2 separate regions of the Ovis aries genome follow, and region 1 is linked to region 2. The links are chromatin contacts, called in public Hi-C maps. All regions are on one chromosome and are shown on one strand. The core of a region is the stretch at or near the end of the contact, and the rest is flanking DNA. Distances in the headings are between cores, read along the strand shown.

Region 1 (3,190 bases), core at 49-2,548, 330 kb before region 2:
GTGGCATATCCTGATCCCTATTAATTAGGAAAGTTTAATAATGTGCCCAAGGTCACACAGCTAATAAGTATACTTAAATAACTTGTTCAAAAAAACCTTGAAAGACAAATTTGAGTATGAAATATATATTTTTTAACTTGCAAGAGTGTCCAGTTATTAGGGAATTGGAACGTGTACAAAGATGCAGGCAGATATTTAAAGGCAAAAATCACAAGGTCAGATGATAGCTCAGTTGTTACCAAACAATTGACAGGTCTGCTTGGTTGCATTTGGGTCAATGTTGATAAAAGAGAGACAATTCTTTCTCTCAGTTAAAAAGAACAAAAGAGACTTCCCTGGCTGTCCTGCGGTAAAGACTCCAGGCTTCCACTGCAGGGAGCACAGGTTCAATCCCTGATCAAGGAACTAAGATTTTGCCCCTTGACAAAAATAAATACATAAATAAAAATAAAAAAATCAACAGCAAACAATAGAGAAGAAAGTCCAGGTTTGCTTCTCACGGCTTACAGTCTGTTTCTCTTGGCTTATCTGCTTAGCTTATCTTGTAGGAATCCTTTTATTTTGGACTATGGAATGAAAGTTTCAGGAAAAAAAAACATTTAAATTGCACAATAGTGAATGGGATAGAAAAGGCAGGATTGCAGAGAGACCAGTTGCTGGAATTCAGGCGAGCAATCACAAGCCAGAACTAAGGGCAAGGCAAGAGGAATGGAAAGATCAATTTGAAAACTGTCTCTGTGATAGAATACATTAGCTGGTTAAAAACTAAAATCCTGAGACAAACCGATCTGGATTTTTTTTTTTTTTTTGCCACACAGTGTGGCATGTGGGATCTTAGTTTTCAGACAAGGGATCATTCCCCCTGCATTGGGATAATGAGAGTCTTAACCACTGGACTGCCAGGGAAGTCTCTAGATCTTGAACATCTATTAGGAATTATGACTAACAATAGAATCAGTGAGCATTAATTGAAATGACAAGTTACAATTAAACAAAAAAGATTGTACGTGCATGAAAATTATTATAATAGGGAGGACATATTATGATTTAATCTCAGTTGAGTGGGTCATTAAGGGTTTCTACTGTGTCTATTTGCCTCACCACCCTATGCCCAGTACCTAGAAGTGTGATTAGCACAAAGCAGATGCTCCACGGCTTTAGAGCATATTTTTTAGAAATCAGTATTTGACATTCCCTTATTTTCCAAGCGAGGTCAGGGCACCCTCTGGTTTCACATTCTGTCCCTTTAAGAAGCCCTTTAAGTGAAGGGAGAGAGCGCTGCCGGGAAGGAAGGCGGAGCAGGAGGTCAGGGCAAGGGCGGGGACAGGGGTGCTGGTAGCAGGCTACGCCGGGAACTCTGGATCCCGAGTGCAGTTGTAAAGAAAGCGCCAAAAGAGGCGCAAAGGCAAAGTGACTGACTTGCCCTGTGCTTTGCTCCCCAGGGTGATGTTAGCGCAGACAGGTAAGGAGAAAAGGAAGACTGTGCCTGCCCCTTTAAGGCTGACTCCCGTCCTCCTAGGAGGAAAATAACGTGCTGACGCTTTTGGAGCTTGCACTTTTAAACCTGTCTTCTTACTAATTAATCCAAATACCCAGTGTCCCCCGCTTAATCACATATTCATAACAGATGCTTCATTGGTTCTTGGCGTGGGAGGGAGCGGCATCGGTTTGGATGACACTATGTCCAAAATCGTCTCGTATTTGCTCTGCTTTCTTTTTAAACCTTAGACTCAAGGGCTTACCCAATCCTTCCTACACAATTAGTCCAGTGAGGTCAGGCTGTTAAGAGAGCATGTGATTACAAGGGCATAAATGTGGGCTGACACCCACTTAAAATCTATCCCGAGTTCACAGACTAGTGGCCTGACAGGCATTTTGACCCTCCTTCTGTCTTGACATTTTAATTAATTTCCCGCGTTTAAAAGTGGGAATTTTATTGTTATTTTTCGGGTGGGGACTTGTAGCAGATGGGATCTTAGTTCCAGGAGCGGGGATTGTGCCCCCTTCATTGGGAGTCTTAGCCACTGGACTGCGGGGGAAGTCTGTGGATTATCTCGAAAAATGGAAAGATCTGGCCATATGTCCCAGGACAGGCTACAGCTTGCTGGCTCCGTTGGACTGTTTTGAAACACTTTCTAGTTTGCCACAGCCTCTCTGTTATCAGCAACCAGCCTGCATCCCTCATTTATCACCAGTCTGGCCCCAGGTAGGCATTTGAGTTTGGGGCCCCTACCCTTGGACAGCAAGGAGATCAAACCAGTCAATCCTGAAGGAAATCAAACCTGAATATTCATTGGAAGGACTCATGCTGATGCTGAAGCTAAAGTTTCAGTGCTTTGGCCACCTGATGGGGAGAGCTGACTAATTGGAAAAAACCCTGATGCTGGGAAAGATTGAGGGCAGGAGGAGAAGGGGGTGACAGAGGATGAGATTGTTGGATGGCATCACTGACTCAAGGGTCATGAGTTTGAGCAAACTCTGGAGGACAGGGAAGCCTGGAAGCGCTGCAGTTCATGGTGTTGAAAGAGTCGGACTTGACTTAGCAACTGAACAACTCTAAATATTTGGGTGAATTTAAGACTATTTAAAATATTTATGCAGAACAGACCAAAGGTTCCAAACAACTTGGTGTATAATTTGTGTTTAAACTTCTCTTCCTCATTCTTACTTATTCTTAATCAAAATGTCTATTAAGTCTAGGTTTCATGAAGATGACTCATCAGAGGTATTTACAGAAAGTGATTTGATATTCTTTTATTACAATTAAATCCATAGTATTTTTTGTTTGTTTTAGGAAAAAAACAATTACATTGCTGTTTTATGCTAGGGCTTTTTTTTTTTTTTTCGGTTGGGCTGGGTCTTTGTTGCAGTGGACAGGCTTCTCTAGCTGTGGTGCACTGACTGTAGAACATGAGGACTCAGTAGTTGTGACAAGCGGTCTTAGTTCCAGACCAGGGATTGAATCTGTTGCATTGAAAGGTGGATTCTTAACCACTGGACCACCAGGAAAGTCCCCATATGCTAGGGTTATCTTAATTGACCGGTCCGTATAATTTATATATCTCTAACCACAGCTACAGTTTGATAATCTGCACGACTCTTGGCTAGACTCCATAAAGGCAAGAACTGTGTTTGCCCTGATCACCTGCTCTATTCTATCACTAGAATCTAAGTTTCCTCAAGATGGGGA
Region 2 (3,195 bases), core at 61-2,560:
GCAAAAAATATTGGAGTGGGTTACCATTTCCTTCTCCAGTGGATCTTCCTGACCCAGGGATCAAATCTGGTTCTCCTGCATTGGCAGGCAGAGTCTTTACCACTAAGCCACCAGGAAAGCCCAATTTTCTTTTATGCAGAGATAAAAAATTACAGAACAGAGAATAACAATTGTCTTGTTTTATGTTTACAGGACCATCATAACCAGACCTATGTGGATAGCTGCAGGAGCAGAGGGTTATCACATCACCTTGGGGGTATGACCTGCACCAAGAAGGTCACACCTTCATACCTGCAACAGCCAACCACACTCCCTCCCCCTTTAGTATAAAAGAAGCCTGAATTCTAATTCAGGTTTAAGATGTTTCTTCGGGACACTGGTCTGCCATCTTTTCTGTCTGCTGGTTTTCTGAATAAAGTCACTATTCTTTGTTCCAACAACTGGCCCCTCGATTTATTGGCAAGTCATGCAGCAGGCAGTGTCAGTTTGCATTTGGTAACTAAACTGCAATTTGGGTCAAGCAAACTGTAGCAAAAGCCAGAGTCCAACAAACAAAGCAAAGTTACTTTATGGAGAAAATTGAGTTTGGGAGCAGTTCTTTTGAAGGAAATATCATTGGGGAAAAGTGAGGGTGACAGTTTCTCATTGGCTGAGTTGTGGGGTAGTCTATTTCTTTTAGGAGCCGCAATGTATGGGTTGGTCAAAAAGTTTGTTGGACAGCTTACATCTTTTCCTGTTGGGCCCTGTAATTGACAATTCTTTCTGTAATTTACTGAGAGTGGTACCGAACTGTATGACAGCTCCCCCTTCTGGCCTCTCAACTCTATTTTGGTGAGGTTTCCCTTTACTGTATTAATTTTCACAACTTTGATCTATAGAAACCTTCAGGCAAAAAGAGTCTATTTCCTTCGAGAAAGTTTCTCTGTTAAAGGATGTTCCCCTTTGTTAGAAATATACGTTTTCACCCCGGAGTTAGACTTACTGAATGGGTAATTTTGTAGGTGGTGCTTTTCAGTCCCTTTTTAACAACCTTCAAAAGATTCTGATGTAAGTTAAAGACAGCCACTGTTGGAGAAGTTTTCTTCTTCAGATACATGAGCTGGCTGTGCAAGCTTGGGAGAAACTGGAGGACCGGGCTCCCCGGACTCTACTTCATCCGAGCGGCACTAGGACCCCGGTACCGGATACCAGGTCTCGCTACTGCCGTTGCGCCGGGGCGGGGTTGGCTTTCCGGGAGTGGGCCTCCCCCTCGACCCGCCCCTGGAGGCGGACCCGAGTTGACTTAAACTCCGGGGCCGAGAGGCGCTGCGTTTTCCCCGCTCGCCCAGGTTGGGTTCAGCTCCGGTAGGTAAGTGGGGACCTGGTTCCCGCCGGCACTCGCACGTTTCCTCGGGTTCTCGGCGCGGCGGGGTGGGGCACCGGCAGCCCAAGTGCCCGCAGGCGAGGGCTGGGTGTGCGGCGGCGAGTGCTTTTGTTCTGTGGTGGGGACTCAGCGGCAGCTCCGGGGGCTCGGGTCTCGGGCCAGCGGTGAGGGCTGGCCCGTCGGGCTCGGCTTGGTGCCCGCCCACCGCGCGGGGAGGGCCGGGAACCGGGGCGGATGTCGACCCCTAATCGGAGGGCGGCGCCTCGCCGGGTGTTTTCTGCAGAACGCCTTTCCTCACCATAGAGGTCGCGGGTGGCGACTGCGAGGACGCATTTTGTTAAACTGCAAGGCGATTGGTTAGACTGATGGATGTGAGAGTGGCTTATGTTTTTAATGATTTCCTGTCGCTGGCTTGAAAAAAAAAATCTTTGTTTTGAATTATTTTTCCAGTATTCCCTTCCTCCCCACCCCCATTAGGCCGAACCTCCCAAAACAAAATTGCTCAGCTTGCGTCTCCAAGTGGCCCGCAAACAACGTTTGTGCTGGAGTTGCTTTCCGTTCCTCAGCAGTAGTTAGTCCCTCGAGGCATTTTTAAATGCACAAATGCGTACCGATTTTAGATGTTCTCGAGGGATACGAATTTCCTAAGCAGATGTCCTTTGGGAACAGCAAGTTTTCAGAGAATGGTTCAGTGAAAACAATTTATTTGTAATATTTTAATGCTTGCCTTCAAAATAAAAAGAGTAGGTGAAGGGGATGAGCTAGGGTGCATTTAAATAGACGGGTCGCGGAGCTTGTTCGGGGATTTTTCTGATTGATGCGTTAACTCTAAATCAGATGAGTTCTAATCGGTGTTAACATGAAAGAGTTAGCGTTTTATTTTTTCCTGTGCAGTTGGATTCTCATTTACTAATTCGATAAAGAATTGTTAAGTTGAAAGTGTTCAGAGTGATAGAAGGAGTGGATCAGGAGGCGTGCAGTTGAATTATAACTTAAAAAGTAAATGGTAATTTACAGCAGACCCAGTTCTGTTTGTTACTTTGTCTTCTTAAGAATTCAGTAAGCTTAGTTTGCTTTTGATCCAGCCTTAACACAGTTTGAGCGGCAATGTCATATCAAGTAAGCAAATTAGTATGTATCTTTATTATAAGTTTAATGTGAATTTTATATAAATAAAAATACAATTACAAATTTTATATTGAATTTATTGTCAATTATAAAATGTTTACTGCTGTCCCTAGGACCAAAGAAGTAAACACTGTGTGGAGTGGTACTGACAAGTTTGGAGGGAAATGGTAACATACAGTAATAAAGGAGTAATGTATTTAAAGGTAAGTGAGTCAGCTTTGAGTAGTCTACTCTAATTTATCTGTTATGGAACAGAATGATTAAGCTGAACCAGTATTGGTTCAGTATTAAACTACAATGGCTCAGACAGTAAAGAATCTACTTGCAATGCAGGAGACCTGGGTTCGATCCCTGGCTTGGAAAGATCCTCTGGAGAAGGGAATGGCTACCCACTCCAGTATTCTTGCCTGGAGAATTCTGTGGACAGAAGAGCCTGGCAGGCTACAGTACCTGGGGTCACAAATAGCTGGACAGCACTGAGCGGCTAAGACCACCACCAGCTTACAAAGGATTTGATGACAAAGTTTGAGGAGAAATAATACAGTTGACATAGCAAGGAATTCATATTATTCATCTTTACTAGAAAAGGAATAGATGATGGTCTAAATTACTGAGGAAGAGGTCTACTTAACATTATTCTCTACATGGTCTGTTTCTTATTTTATTATTCAAATTCATTTCTTGTGGCACATGGGATAAGGCAG

What was found. A called contact is a pair of places that touch in the nucleus more often than the background predicts.
Region 1: a Hi-C map of liver shows a contact between it and region 2, with 11 times the contacts expected there. The contact joins the promoter of ETFBKMT here to the promoter of RESF1 in region 2. A contact is called at or near these places in 10 of 16 Hi-C or Micro-C datasets (blood, hypothalamus, liver and 4 more).

The regions. Positions count from the first base shown.
Region 1 is chr3:183,805,295-183,808,484 of ARS-UI_Ramb_v3.0, reverse strand. It overlaps ETFBKMT (electron transfer flavoprotein subunit beta lysine methyltransferase), which reads left to right and starts at 1,298. Exons shown (of 4, transcript XM_004006748.6): 1 at 1,298-1,462.
Region 2 is chr3:183,478,312-183,481,506 of ARS-UI_Ramb_v3.0, reverse strand. RESF1 (retroelement silencing factor 1) reads left to right here and starts at 1,310. Exons shown (of 4, transcript XM_060413234.1): 1 at 1,310-1,344; 2 at 2,605-2,694.